2 separate regions of the Sus scrofa genome follow, and region 1 is linked to region 2. The links are chromatin contacts, called in public HiChIP or PLAC-seq maps. All regions are on one chromosome and are shown on one strand. The core of a region is the stretch at or near the end of the contact, and the rest is flanking DNA. Distances in the headings are between cores, read along the strand shown. Region 1 holds the start of IGF2 (insulin like growth factor 2). Region 2 has its middle 58 kb from the start of MRPL23.

Region 1 (4,626 bases), core at 1,606-4,105, 91 kb after region 2:
TTCTGAAGCGAGGCTGGGCTTTGAAGAAGGGAGGCGTGTAGTTTGAGACACAGTGTGGATGCGGCCGCAAGCTGCAGGGCTGCCTGGGCGCCGGCTCTGTTTTCCAAAAACACAGATGGGCTGAGGAGGGGGTCAGAGTGAGGCCGGTGGAATGTCCCCCGCCCCGTCCCCCCCACCCCCAGGCCCACTTGGTTCTGATGGTTCAGCAGCCTGATCCACGTGAGCTGCAGAGGGTGGGGTCCCCCAAAACCCACAGGCTCTGGACTCCCAGGCTGCAGGTTTGGGGGCCCACCTCCCTCCCTGGCCAAGCTCAGAGCCCGGCCTGGCTGGGGCCCACCCTGTCACCTCCACTCCGGGGCCTGCACCCAGGTCTGTATCTCTGGGCATTCTGGGGGGAAGGGAGACTGGGGGGCAGCACCCCGCACCCACCCCTGGGGGTCCAGGGGTGCCCTCAAGATCCCATATCTCAGACTTGGAGGGTGGGGTGGGGTGGTGACAGACCCAGGCCCAGCTCCTGGTGGCAGCTTTGGGGACCCCTCAGTGGACTCCTGGAGACCGTGCCAGGGGCCTGCGGGAGGTTGGAGCCGAGTGGGCGGGCTAGCTCAGGGGGTGAGCTGAGGACCCGAGGGGCCCCCCGCCAGTCTCCACTTTCGAAGGAATCTGCCTCGCTGTCCCTGCACCCCGGCCAGAAACAACAGTGCCGGAGGGGGCGGGGGGCCGGGCGCCCCAGGACCTCGCTGTCTGTTTGTTGTTTCCACAGCTCCCAGACCCCTGACCACCCCCCCATCCCCACGCATTCTTTCTGCCCTGGACCTCCTCTCCTCCCAGCAGCGGGAGGGCGGTGGACATGGACCCGGGAAAGAACGAACCCTGGCCCAGCTGGACCCCCTCCAAGGCCTCCCGGGCCCGAGGGTCCTGTCCCTGCAGCCCCCGCCTCATGTGAGCCTCCTGGCTCAAGTGGCCGAGGCGGCTCCAATCAGAGCGAGGGGCCTCCTGGCCCGACAGTGACACCCCCCAGCCCCCAGCCTCAATTTCCCCAGGCCTTGGAGACCCTCAGCAAAGGCTCCAGCTGGGCACAGGTGCCCGGCCTCCTCCAGCCTCGGTTTGCTGGGCCGCAATGTGGGCGCTGAAGAAAGTCACCCCCAGGAGTCCCCTCGTTCCCTCCTAAACTCCATCGCCTCCAGAGCTCAGGGTAGCCGGCCTGTTGGGCACCCCCCGCAGCCCCTGTGAGTGCTGGCAAGCGGCAGCAGGGGTGGCAGAGCCCTGCAGAGAGGTCCACCTGCCGCCTGGACTTTCGGCTCAGGGCGAAGGGGAGTTTGTCAAAAGTGGGGCTTTGGCGCCCTCTGCTGGTTCTGTCTGTGAATGACCGCTCGGACCACCTTGCCTGGTGGGGACAGGTGCCCACCCAGTGAAGCACTGGCACCAGGGGTGCAGCCCTGCCTGGGTCCAGGGGCCGGGCTCCCCAGTTTGAAGACTCACAGCCTAGCTGGACACACACCAGCCGGAACTCTGCCAGGGGGCCTTTTCCAGGAACACAGGCCTCTGGTTCCTAGTCTCGCTCCTCCTTCCCAGGCTGGCCCCCACCAGACACTGGGCCCTCAAGAGCAGGGGGCTGCTTGGGCACCTTTGTGTCCACCTCCCATGCCCCTCAGGATCTGCTCCGGCCTGGAGGACAGGGAGGACAGTAAATATTTACTGCCAACAGGAGAAGGCAAATACAGCCCTAATGGTCAGGCAGAGGTGCCAGTTCATCCGTGCCAGAAGCAGATGCAATCCGGGGGGCCAGCCTGGAGGCAGCTGCACCGGCAGAATGTCCTTAGAGGGTGGGCAGCAGCGGGCCTGACCCCAGCCTCAGTCTTCCCATCAGGAACACAGTGCCACAGTGCCACACAGGGCAAGGCGCTACGGTGCCCCAGCATGGCATGTGTGATGACGGGATGCGGAGCAGACACAAGGCAAGTGAGCAGGACGTGTGTGGGGGCTGCCCTCAGCACGGGGACCCACCGCTCACGCCAGGGTGTCATCCAGGGCTGAACGCAGCTGCCGGCCACTGCCAGATGCCAGGGCAAACGAAGCCAGGTCCGAGGGCGAGGGCGGGCTGTCCTCCAGTTCCCAGAAGGGGCGGAACGTGGGCCTGGGTGGAGGGGCTGAGCCAAGGCCTGTGGGCCTGGCTTCTGCGGGTGACGGGGGATCTCAGGGAAGCAGGGCCCTCTGGGCTTCAACGCCCAGGGGGCTGCTGAGCAAGAGGCCAGGTCTGAACCCAGGCCCCAGGTGTCCCTGGGCAGCCGCCTCTCCTTCCCTGCGTGACCTCGTCCGTGGGAGAGCCCCCTCCCCACCTGTGCCAAAGCATGTCACTGGGCCCAAGGGCCGGCGGGCAAGGCTCGTGGGGAGCATACAGGGTCTCAGGGCTGGATCTGGGCTCGGGAGAAGGGAGACCCCCCACCCGGCAGGCCGAGGGCGCTGTCACACCATGACTCTCAGCCTTCCCCACCCGACGGACAAGAGTGACCCTCTCCCAAGCCCCCACTCACCCAGGACCGCACACCCCGTGAGTCCTGCGAGTGGGGGCGGCTCAGGGGCCCCGAGTCCCAAAGGAGTCTGCTGGCCCTGGGGGGGAGGGGAAGCAGCAGGGTGGTCACGGGTCTCCCTGGTTGGCAGGACCACAAGCTCAGCCCGCTGCCTCCCAGAGGGCAGCCGGACACCAACCAGTCCGGGGACCCCACGTACCTCAGCTGCTGCAGGTGCCCCTGCCTGTACTGGTGCCAATGGGGCCGCTGGGTGCTCCCATGGACAGCTCGCCACTCATCCCAGCCGCCTACCCCCCTTCCGGGTCCAGTGTCCGGCCGGCCACCCGCCTGCCCAGCCCTGGCCTCCTCTCCAGGGGCGGGGCCTGCTGGGGGCCTGTGACTTCTCCCCAGGGGTGTCTGTGTGGCCGTGGGGAGGGGACGACACAGGTGAGAGCCTCGTGTTGAGAGGTGAGCTGCCCAGCTGGCTGGGTCCCAGGCGGAGAGCCTGCTGCCACCCCTCAGGCCCACCTCTGGCGGGTGTGCAGTCCCTGGGGCCCGGGCGCCCAGCTCTAGGCCCGGCCGCCCCCAGTGCTGGCCCGGGTGGAACCTTCAGCAAAGGTGCAGATTGGTTTGGCCTGGGCGACTGGCAGGCTGGCCAGGTCTTGGTCCCGCGGGGTCACTCTCTGACCTCCCAGACCGCAGCCAGCCCAAGAAGCCCCTGGGCTATTTTGTGTGCCCAAGAGCAGTCTGGGTGGGTGCCCTGTGACCCTCAGAGTGACCCTGTGCAGCAGTGGGCACCCAGGAGGGGGTGTCTGGAGCCCTGAAAACCAGAGCTCGCCACATTGAAGGGCCCTGCCCTGGGCCCTGGTCCCCCGGTGCCCATGTGCCTGTGGGCACCCGATGCATGTGGAGGAAGCTTAGAGCAGCCGATGTGGCGAGAGCAGAGAGGGGTCGCAGGCAGGCCCCCCACAGCCTTCTGGCCCCTCCCCCACCAGGGCCCCCGCCCCAGGCCACACAGACCACAGGACTCGGCCGGGCTCATTCAGGACTTTATTGGGTTTTGGGGTGCGGGGAGCAGCAGGCGCCCTCAGGGGCGGCCTAGTTGCAGTAGTTCTCCAGCTGGTAGAGGGAACAGATGCTGGTGCAGCACTGCTCCACGATGCCACGCTTCTGCGGGGGCCCCTCCAGCGCCAGGGCCTGCAGGCCGCCCAGGCCTCCGCCCAGCTCCACGGCACCTGCTGCGGGGAGAGCCGGTCACACAGAGACAGCCACCCCCCACCCCGCCCACCCTGGAGTGGAAGCCGCAGCAGCCGCCGGTCCTGGGCCTCCCGCTGCCTGCCCGGCACGGGGCCCCCTCCCAGGGGGATGGGGCATCTCCCACGGGCATGTGGGCCGGCAGACGGGACACCACGGCCATGTCACTCGGAGACCAGCGGCACCCGGGCCTTGACTCCGTAAGATTCCTCCCTGGAGCCGCCTCGGGAGGAGGGGAGGGAAGGGGGGCTTCTCGAGCGGGACCGGGGCGTGGGAGGGGTGTCTCTGGGCTCAGCTCCCAGGGAGTTGGTCACTTTTACCAATTTCCTCCTTAAAAACTCCCCCGACCGCTCCCGGGACGCCCCCTCGGCTCACCCTGAGGGTTCTCCGCCTCCCGACGGGCCTTGGGCGTGTAGAAGAAGCCGCGCTCCCCGCACACCAGGTACAGCGCCTCCACCAGGTGGGAGCCGCACAGGTGCTGGTTCACGAAGGCCTGGGCCGGGGCGGGCGCCCAGAGGGCCAGCAGGGCCAGCAGGGGCAGGAGGCGCGTCCACAGGGCCATGGCGGGGGGTGAGGACCTGGGGGACGGGCGGCGTTGAGGCCAGCCAGGGGCACCTGCAGCCCCCACCAGCCTCACCCCCCAAGGGCTCCGAGAGAGGAGCCCACGTCCTCCTGCCGAGATGCCCTGGCCCCAGCAGGACAGCCCAGACCCAGCTGACGGGAGCCCAGGGGGACAGACCTGCTTGCCGGCGGCCTGGGAACGCAGCTGGTCCCAGAGGGCTGGGGGCGGCTGGGCCCGGCCGGCTTTATAGCGCCTGCCCCCCGGCGCCCGGCCCCTGAGGGCCTCCAGGTGGGTGGCAGATGG
Region 2 (4,224 bases), core at 669-3,168:
TGCTCCTCCCGGGGGCCTCGCACCCCCACTGCCATCCTGGTTCCCAAGCCCTCCCTCCGACATCTGGCCCCCACCCCCGCTGCTCAAACTTCTGACTGGGTGGCAAAGCAGGGAGAGTAAAGTCACATATGCCACCCCTGCAGAAAGAAAGAAATAAAAGCCCTCCCACAGGCGACCAGGCCGGTGCCACCAGAGCATCCAGGACATGTGTCTTGGGCCTTGGCGGTGGGCACACACAGGCCGGGAGGGCTGGCCAGGGTGGGGAGGACACGGGGACAGGCGTGGAGCTGGGTCCTGGTGGGCAGGGGGCTTCCAGGGGCAGAGGCCCAGGGCAGGGCCCAGGGAGGAGCGCGGGAGGGGGGCAGGTCATGCCCCACCCGGTACACAACGCTCCCACCAGCCCCTGGGGGGGTGGCCGTCTTGGACCCTCTGACTGCAGAGCTTCAGGGCTTCTCCTGATGGGGGGTCTGGGCAAGGGCAGGGCCCCCCATCCACCTCAGCGGCCAAGGGCCCCTCAAGCCACTGTCCCTGCGGGGCCAGCCACAGGCCCCACCAAGGGTTCCAGGAAGCGCCTTTCCAAAGAGCCAGGGCACAGAACAGGCTCCCCGCTCATCCCCACCCAGGGAAAAAGCCAACACGGGAAAGGAAGGAGATGAAAGTGAGCAACCCCGGCGAGGAGAGCACACGACGCCAGGGCCTCCGGGGAGAGGCCGCTCACACAGCACCGGGCCCGCCGCCCGCGGTCGCCTTCTTTCCATTGTCACAGCTGCTCCTGCAGCCCCCTGCCTGGGCTCGCTCCCCGGCCACGGCCTCGATCCCGCCCCCCGCCCCGCCAGGCCTGCCCCGGGGGCCCCCCACTGTCTGCATCTGCCTGGGATAACAGGCAGAACCCCATCCGCCCCGACTGCCCGCCTGGGGAGACCCTGGCCTCGGCCCAGCCTGCACACAGCACCCCCCAGCAGGGACACAGGTAGGGCAAGGGGGCAGGAGGGCCACTTCAGGCCATGGTGACGTCCAGCCTTCGGCCCAGTTCTCTTCCCAAAGAGGCAGGGAATGTGAGCACAGGCTCAGCAGAGACCCCAAGGGGCAAGAGCTGCAGAGGTGACAGTGGTCAAAATGGAAGGCAGTGCCCGCTCGTGTGTCCCTTCTCCCTCGCCGTGTCCCTCTGCCCCCAGCTCTCAGGCCCAGGAGGGGAAGGGACTTGTGGACATGGACAGGGGCTGTCACCGCGGTGCGGTGCACAGAATAGCCTGGGTCCCAGTGGGGCGATGGGGCCTGCACCCCCTTGCACACAAGCCAAGGAGCCCAGGCTCCCCGCTCCTGAGCTGGGACCACCCGCTCCTATCAGGCGGCTGGGGCCAGGGGAGGCTGGCGGGAGAGCGGGGGGCTCTGGCCAGCCTGGGCCTTGCAGGCTCACACCCCCTTCCCCACCCCAAGTCCTGGCCTCAGCAGGGACGTCCTCACGGCTCCTTCTTGCCAGCTGTCCCCTCCCGTCTCCACCACCTGCCAGTGGCAACCCGCCTGGCCTCGGCCCGGCCCCGGCCCAGAGCCAGGCACCATCGCCTGTGCCCCGCCCCGCTCAGGCTGCATGCAGGGGGCTCAGAGGGGCCGTTGGCCTTTTTTGGGCTTGTCCACCCCAGGCCACCCAAGCCCCCCGCGGGCAGGCCAATCAGCACGTTGGGCCGCGCAGGCACGCAGGCTGTAGGCAGCAGCTATTTCAGGCGGGTGTAGGTTTCAGGCCTCTTGTCAAAGAGGAAGGGACAGGGACACCTGCCCCACAGGCGCCAGCCGGGCGCACGGGGACCCCAAAAATGGCAGTGAGGGCTGGGCCGACAGGTCACCTCAGGCCAGCTCCTTCCCCAGGCCTCAGCCCCGGCAGTTTCAAGGCCCCGTCGTCACCCGTGTTCTGAGAGGCCTGGGGACTTGGCCGCGCTCGAGGGCGCACAAGCGGAGGTGGTGGGCAGAGCGCCCACACACAGCTGCATACTCGCGCCTTCTTCCCGCCCGGGTGGACCTCTGCCTCCACAGCCCCCGTGTGGCCCCAGGCCTTTCAGGTGGCCCACCTGGCTCTCCGTGCCCAGCAGGAAGGCCTAGATTGGGGGCTGGGCTTACCAGGTCTTGGAGGACAATCAGATCTGCCCGCACTGGCACACTAGCGGGGTGGGGGGCTGGCACAGGTTCAGACCAAGCTTTGGGGCTTCTTAGGCAAGGGCTGGCCTCACTCGGCCTGCCCAGGGCTGTGGGGAGGGGGCTGGCTCCACCCTGTAGGTGCGGCAGGCAACCGGCCCCCAGCCCCCTGCGAGGGCGGGAAGGCTGCAGGACAACGAACCTGCCCGTCCTTGCCCTCCCCATGTGTCTCCGCTCCCATCTGCCCTCTGCCCCCGGAAAGCCAGAGCCACCCTATTAGGGCTGCCTGAAGGCCACCGGGAGCTTGGCCCTCAGCGTGCGGCCAGGCAGCCACATGCCCCCTCCTGTGCAGAGCAGGTGCCGTGGCCGAGGGCAGGAGCGAGCACGTTGCCTGGGAGCAGTGGGCAGAAGCCATGAATGGAAGGGCAGGGCAAGCAAAGTGGACAGTGCCTGCCCGGCCAGCGTCCTGGGAGCGCCCAGGATCTGGGGCTCAACCTGAGGCCCAGGTCCTCCGCGAAGCCTCCCTGGATGGTGCTTCCTGGGCTGAACACGCCTGCAAACATGCCCGCAACCACGCCTGCAGGCGGCCCGATTCCCTCCCAGGGGATGTGCCAAGTAGGCACAGAGTTTGCAGAGATGGTCAAACCACTCCTGCCCCAGGCCAGCGGGTTGGCACAGCCACCAGCCAGGCAGCCAGGAGCCTGGGTGCTCCAGAGGCTGCTTCCCCAGGCCCCGACTGAGTGCCCTGAAAAGAGCCGGGGCTGCCTCCCACATCCAGCTGGAGCTCCCCCCAAGCCCCTGAGCTGCCCCAGGTCACAACCCCCACCCGACCCTTGGCCATGCCCACCCACCACTCCCCAACTTGGGGCGATGGGGCCAGGGGCCAGCGGTCCTCTCCGAGCCAGTGGGCCGCCAGCTCAGCCTGTGGTGGTGGTGGGAGGGGGTTGGGGCTGTGGGGGCGGTGCAGAGTGGAGCCCAAGCGTCGGCTCAACCTGTGGCGTTCGGCGTTTTCTCTCTGCCTACATGGCTTGGAGCTGGGGCCAGAGGCTTCCCCACCAACCAGAGGCTCTCAGGAGACTGAGCTGGGGGCCTCAAGTGCCCTGTGCCCTCAGAGCCAGCATCAGGCAGGAGTGCCAGCTTCTGGGCCTCCGGTTTGGGACCAGCTCTGCCTGCAGGGAGTTTGTGGTCTCCCTGGTGGACACCCCTGGACCCTGGTGTCCAGCTGATGTCACAGCACTGGCAGAAGGAAGGTGCGCCCTGCTGGGGGTGCTGGGCCTGGTTCGGGGTCCAGTGCGCCCTCCAGGCTGGCGGCTCTGGCTGAGCGGTCGCCATCTCTCTCGACAAGCCAGGAGAGTAGCCCAGGGCTCTCGGGCTGGAAAGGCTCAGGCTAGTGACCTCTGAGCCTGGAGATTTGGTGCCAGCCCAGCACAGACAGGCTGGGGCCTCAGACGCAGCGTCCATACCCCGGGAGTGGGGTGCTGCCTGCGTACCGGGGCCGCGGGTGCTCCGGGCCGCCCCTCCTCAGGGCGAGATAGAGATGGAGCTTTACCCTCTGCACTTTCCAAATCCCCCCGGGGCCCGTCACCCTGATGGCCCCTCTGCCCTCCCGTGGAGCCAGGCCCGGGGGGTGATGCTGGCCCGTCCGGGGGCCAGTGGTCTGGTCTGTGGAGAAGGCGCCTTGCGGAGCCCTGACTATTGTGAGAGCTGATGGCGGGCCCTGGGACCCTCAGCAGGAGCCAGGCATGCAGTGTGGCCCCACATCCCCCACTAGCCACCTGCCCCGAGCAGGTGAGACCAGGCTGGCTGGGGGCAGGCAGGGGTCCTTGTGGCTGGGACGGGCCCCTCCAGGCGTCCTTCCCGGGGTCCCGGGGACACGGCACCTCCAGCCTCCGTGCATCTGTTCTCCCGCCTCCATCCATGAGGGTCCCAGGCCAGCCCGGAAAGGGGCCAGGAGAACAGGGTGGGCATGAGCCGGGGGTCTGTCCCCCGCACCCACCTGGAGCCTGGAGTCACGGGCGGCTCGACCTCCCTTCAGCCCCGGAGCCCAGGAATGCGTGGTGCCCAGACACGTCCCCGCCAGGAAGTGGCTGCCTTGCC

Evidence for each region. HiChIP or PLAC-seq counts read pairs in DNA pulled down with a chosen protein or histone mark.
Region 1: a contact with region 2 is called in an H3K27ac HiChIP or PLAC-seq map of skeletal muscle, with 4 times the contacts expected there. The contact joins the promoter of IGF2 here to the enhancer-like site in region 2. A contact is called at or near these places in 4 of 5 promoter capture datasets (fetal liver, fetal skeletal muscle, liver and 1 more), 13 of 47 Hi-C or Micro-C datasets (adipose tissue, alveolar macrophages, embryonic fibroblasts and 8 more) and 1 of 2 datasets of contacts at active chromatin or transcription factors (skeletal muscle).

What each region holds. Positions count from the first base shown.
Region 1 is chr2:1,493,299-1,497,924 of Sscrofa11.1, forward strand. It overlaps IGF2 (insulin like growth factor 2), which reads right to left and starts at 2,856. Exons shown (of 5, transcript NM_213883.2): 1 at 2,728-2,856. INS (insulin) reads right to left here and starts at 4,543. Exons shown (of 3, transcript NM_001109772.1): 1 at 4,501-4,543; 2 at 4,137-4,339; 3 at 3,557-3,745. The coding sequence starts at 4,323. The coding sequence ends at 3,606.
Region 2 is chr2:1,403,108-1,407,331 of Sscrofa11.1, forward strand. No RefSeq gene overlaps it. Among named protein-coding and RNA genes, the nearest start is that of MRPL23, 58 kb to the left of the region's middle. Within about 2 kb of position 1,919, at least 4 of the 83 cell types and tissues checked have an H3K27ac peak or open chromatin away from gene starts, as enhancers often do. A contact at or near this core is called in skeletal muscle, where this site is marked.